Regions from separate parts of the Drosophila melanogaster genome. Here region 2 is linked to region 1. Evidence: chromatin contacts called from public Hi-C data. All regions are on one chromosome and are shown on one strand. The core of a region is the stretch at or near the end of the contact, and the rest is flanking DNA. Distances in the headings are between cores, read along the strand shown.

Region 1 (2,803 bases), core at 136-2,635:
TAAAATCAGAACTAAAATTCAGTTGTGTTATAAGAGACGTCAAAAGAGTATGTTACTTTCGTGCTTAAAGAAAGTATGAAAAAATGATAATATAAACCGTATTATTACAACAAAAAAAAACCGGTAAGAGCTAAAAAAAAAGGGAGGATGACCTGACCTTGATAAGTTTCAAACTAGGCACGATTTATATACATCTATTATTATGTCCTAGGTCCTAGGAGACCTACATACGTGCTACCATAACCCTGTGGTAGTCAGCTCATATGTATGTTGAACAGGTATTTTAATTTTAAAGAATTATCTTTTGCTTAACAAGGTTTTCCGAACAGTTAAGGTGTACGAAGAGCACGGCAGCCGCCAGGCGTGCTTGCAACTCCTGTTGGCTTAAATCATGTGCCCACTCCACGCGACCCCAGAACTTAAGTTGGTATTCTTCCTCTAGACGCGCCAGGGCCACAGCCTTCTCCACGGTAAGCATCTGCTCGATGACGGCGCAGGCAAGGACAATCGACTTTAAGGTGTCCACAGCGAAAATGAAGCCTGGAGGAAAATATATTTAATAGACGTTGAACTCCAGACTTATGGTCTGCATTACCATGCAGAGTTTCCAAACTGTAGGACTGAAAATGCTTTGCGACATTCATTTTATCCTGCTCGCTGACCTGAGGCGGCGTTATGTTCATGGTCTTCTGCAGGTTTGTGTCGTAGCGCTGGTTGAACCAGGCGATCACCGGGTCCCATTCATTCACCTGAAGGTCCTGCAGGTCCTTTTCGTCCTGCAAAAGATATATGTCTGTGGAATGTGCACTCTAATTCTCAGTTGATTCACTCACATCGTACTGGAAGAGCACCGTGTCTGTGGCGATGAAGTTGAGAAGGTAGTTGACCATGTCCAACTTGGAGAGGTGATTGGGATTGTCAATGGCCGTGAAGCAGAGCGCGGATAAGTGCATGCGGGAACGCTCGATGTTTTCCTTCTGAGCGTCGAACTCAGTGGCTACAGCAATGGCCAGGGGTTCGCTGCGGACGATGAAGGGTGTGCCCTTGGGCGTTTTCAGTTTCCGGTGATCCAACACCACTTCATAGCCGCTGTCGCCGCTCAGTACGGAAGTCTTCTTGTAGAATCGCTTGGGAGGAGAGGCTGCAGGAGAAGAACCGCCGATCGCGGGATGTTATGAAATGGCAACACACGTTTTTATTCTGGCTATCGCGGCTTACCATAGTGGCGCACAGTGAAACTGCTAGCGGCTCCTTTGCACTGGCTGAAATTGGTCAACCGGAGAGCTCGGATGGCGCTAACTACATACTTTCCGTTCATTTTTAGAGTTTGTCTGCCTGTCTACTTGTCTTCAGCTGTTTAACAGCAGAGTTGAGTTTTCAGTGTGGCTGTAGTACTTTTTCCACAAATCTCAATAAATCAGTCGTAGGTACTGTTTACCTTTCTGTGCTACTCCACTGCCTTCATAAGGACATCGAGGGTATTCCCTTAGAGGAATTAATCGCCATTTATAGCTTCTAGTCGAGTAAGCTTTTAACACTTGGGTCTCTTTTAGCGACTGCAGATGTCACTATGCGCACTAATTGCATGTGCGGTATTTTTAAAAAACTTGTTTGTTTTTATTAATTTCTGACTATTGGATATGACCATTGTATATGTTTGGCCTCATCATATTTTTGGCACATCGATACAATGTGCAAGACAAATGATAAAATCAAAACCTTTTCCAAAACTGTAGCAGTGACAGTTGTGGGCGTTAGTATGATTGAGGCAACGTTCTGAAATAAGCTTGCAACGCTGAAACTTTAGCAACATATTCTAAGATAGTGGTGGCTCTTTCTAACCATCTAAACACATTCCTTTATAAGAATTTTATTTAAAAATATGAATCCTTATTTTTGGGCAAACAAATGTTCTAAAGTTGTAACATACAAATTTTCAAATGGATTAATTCGTACCATTATAAAGTATGTATATATATTATTACTAAATTATTCTGTACTACTAATGTGGGATGTATAGATTACACATACTAGTTTTGTTGTAACTTTCGGTTGCTACTTTAAATTAGAAAAAATCTGTATCCACCATTAAATTATAAACTCATGTCTTTATATAAGCAATACAATAAAATAAATTAATTTGTAACCAATGAATAACTAACAACATATACATACATATATATATATATATCGGGTAACCGTTCAGTCTATAAATTTCAGGACCTGTTGCAAGCACTCATTTATCAATCATTCTATCCCAAACATAGTTACTGTTACATTTTTTGTGTTGTTCAATGTTTTGATTAAAAGCAGATATGGAGCGTGCCTACATAAACATCGAGAAAAACGAGGATAATAATCAAACTTTTGAAAAATGTTTTGATATTTATTCATATTTTTATTAGTCTTAAAAATTTCTGTCGATTTGCCAAACAACTTTTTGACCCGCCCATTCTATAGCCCTAAAACCGCAAAAAACTGCCACGCTGTTTGATAAAAATTGATCAAAAATGGCAAAATATTGATTAAAAACAAGAGAGAATGCTATAGTCGACTTCCCTGACTAGCAACCTTCTAGCTTTTATCGTTCCTGAGATCTTGACGTTCATACGGACAGACGGACATACCTAGATCGACTCGGCCATTGATCCTGATCGAGAATATACTTTACATTGTCGGAAACGCTTCCTTCTGCCTGTTATATACTTAACAAGGAATCTAATATACCCTTTTACTCTATAAGAATTTTGACGTATCAGTTTATTCAAACGAAAGGGCAGAGCCAGATTGAATAAGCTGTTGG
Region 2 (2,803 bases), core at 115-2,614, 49 kb before region 1:
ATGTTTTAACATTTTAGGTAAATATAGAATGCAAGGGTAGAGCTGCAATCGCGCAGCCGGTTTAAACAGCTCTGTCCTGGGCTGTGTCCGCTTGGGGTAGTCCTTACTGTGGTGAGTCATCTCATTTTCGCACGTGCAGGCGACTTGCAACGCACATTACTCAACTCCAGTCGGCGATTGCGTCAGCCAATTTCTTTACCTTTACCAGGTGGCATGCCCCACTGAGTTTTGATTTGCCACGTTCGCCCGGTCAATTGAAAATCCATACAAGGCAATGCCACCAACACACGTGCAGCAACAATGAATGAGTAGAACGCCAAGTGCGGCAGTGTGCGTGATAAATTGCGAAATTAGCGAGAATTTAGCTTGGTGTATACTCACTTTTGATTTTTATACGTTTCCATTTTGTTGTGTTTGGGCACCTAGGTGCTGCTTGTTTTTGCTTGCGCGCAAACTATAGAGCCATCTTTAGGTTAATATAAATGCCGAAATCGTGAGAGAAAATAACAATTGAACCTTTTTGCGTTTCATTTGGAACGGTAATGAGTGTTGGAATCAGTGTTACCAGATCGGGAAATGCCTTGCTACTTTCTACTAAATAATCCCACCCCTTTTTCTCACAAATCTAAAGCGCACAAAATCATTCGTAAAGTATTATTAAATGACTATATAAAAATTTTGAACTGAACAGCAATTTCATTAAGAACCTTCTAACAGTACAAATGAAAAAATTCTCTGAAAGTATAATGTCTAATATAAGCCCGAGAAAGGTATTTAAGCAAAAGAACATGGGAGTGCGAAATCCTCTAGTCTGCTGATAAAGAATTAGGCAGTTACACTACTTTGTAACAAGGTGTGCAGTTTGAATACTTATTATTAAATTTTAACCGGAACTAATTCAATGTTTATCGATAGTTTTTTGATGTGTGATCACTAATTTTATTCTGGGTATTCTATTCTCTAACTTAAACAATATAGTGAACATAAAGGGAAAATATCCATTTTACATAATTTTTCCTAATTACTTAAGCACAACAATGTTTAAAAAACACATTACATTTGAGTATAATATATGTATATATTCTAGTTTTTCCTATTAGTCTCAACGCATTAACTTTTTATTGATGCGGTTTCAAGGTGCTGTCGGAAAAAGATATAATAGCAATTCCATAAAACTGGAAACTAATTACGGGAAATAGCCGTCCTAAATTCATTGTATTGCAATTTCGGAGCAGGAAACATATGACCTCGTATGCTGCCCTTCCCAATCTTTACGTTTGGGGTGATTATGCTCATTCTTGCGTTTTTCGGCTCGCAGCTTTCAGCCATTTTTAGGAAGAGGGTGCTGTTTATCAGAGCCACCAAATGCTTGACAACCCTGATGGGATGGTGAGGGCTCGCTACCCGCAATAGGTTAATGTGTGCTATATTGTGATTAAACTACGTAGAAGCTTTGTGTTGCGCGTGTGTGCGTGGTATTGGTAGTCCGTCGTGCCTGCTAACTGCCCGTGTTTCTGCTATAGGGGGCAGTTGCAGTTGTACCGAAATTGTGGTGCGCGTGCATGCGCGTGTATATGAGTGGGAACGGAAAAAGGCAAAATGCAAAGGCAGCGCTGAGCCAGAGGTCAAAAGTGCAAACACAGAACTGCTTGTGGAGTGCATACTCTGGATGGCAAGGCCGAATGCCAGGAGTCAAATCGACTGAGCTCCATATAGTAATAGTGGAGAGGGGGACAACATTGCTGCCTGACATCTGCGCATATAGAAGAACACGTACATACATACATATACATATGTATGTACGTTTTCCTAGCTGATAAGCAACGCTAGCGAGGTAGGGAGAGAGAGAGATTTCGCGTCAGCTGTTCATTGTTGTGTTGTGTGCGGCGCACAGGTTATGTGCGTTTCGCAGCTTCGTTCTCCGATCAGTTCTGTTTGTGGAATGAAACCGATCGTTCTGCGCTGGTTCTGCCCGCCTTGTTGGCCTTCCATCAGATCCGCGTGTGTTTACGAGTAGTTGGGGCTTCACTATCTGTTCAAGGAGCTACAAGCGGCCACTGACGTCTCGTTCTGACGTCCGTATCCCCAGCCAACCCCGCCGCGATTGTGTGTGTGTGTGTGTGTGCGAAAATTGTTGTTATTGTGCTGTGTGACGCATATAACGGCAAAAGCGGGGCGTGTTTGCCATTAGAGAAGCTTCGCTCCGGAAAAAGCAACAATTGGACAGGTGTCGATGACGAAAAGCTGAAGGTGTCGGGCATTGTAAACAAATCAAAATCTTAAAACCGTGCTATGTCTCTATCAAATAATCGCTTATTTTAGTAATTTAGTTAATAGAATGACAAGGACAAACACTAGATGAGAGAATTAATAAATGTGTTAACCACGAGGCAAGACAAAACATATTTTTTTTTATAGTCTGCGAACGTTTACATATTTTGAAATGATGGAAAAACCCCATCCAAATTAAAAAAGGGTCAGCACCAGCTTTTAAAAGCCTTTACTACGCGAGAGACATTAAAAAACCATTAAATGTGCCCTCGCCATATCGACATAATCTGCAACCGCCAAAATTTTGGCTCAACAGTAAACTATTTGCATAGGCATCCCCTGGCACCTGTTGAAAATGATGCTGAATAAACACGAGGGATACCAACGCACAAGCCAAATGTTTCCCCACCAGCAGCACCAGCTGCCTCAGCTGCACCAGCAGCCTTATCTGCAACAGTCTCTGTGCCAAAACTTCCAGCAATTGCAGTACGAAACGGGAGTAGGTGCTTCGGCGTCAGGGTCCGCCGAGGCT

What was found. Hi-C and Micro-C count contacts between places; a contact is called where the count stands out from the background.
Region 2: a contact with region 1 is called in a Hi-C map of the Kc167 cell line, with 2.4 times the contacts expected there. A contact is called at or near these places in 83 of 107 Hi-C or Micro-C datasets (the Clone 8 cell line, the D17-c3 cell line, the Kc167 cell line and 28 more) and 5 of 7 datasets of targeted methods (the Kc167 cell line and the S2 cell line).

What each region holds. Positions count from the first base shown.
Region 1 is chr2L:21,259,750-21,262,552 of dm6, reverse strand. It overlaps l(2)k14505 (lethal (2) k14505), which reads right to left and starts at 1,385. Exons shown (of 4, transcript NM_001273739.1): 1 at 1,219-1,385; 2 at 834-1,141; 3 at 596-776; 4 at 142-540. The coding sequence starts at 1,318. The coding sequence ends at 290.
Region 2 is chr2L:21,308,611-21,311,413 of dm6, reverse strand. Mondo (mondo,) reads left to right here and starts at 1,364. Exons shown (of 12, transcript NM_165367.2): 1 at 1,364-1,475; 2 at 2,476-2,803. The coding sequence starts at 2,627. It overlaps crc (cryptocephal), which reads right to left and starts at 548. Exons shown (of 5, transcript NM_080158.3): 1 at 382-548.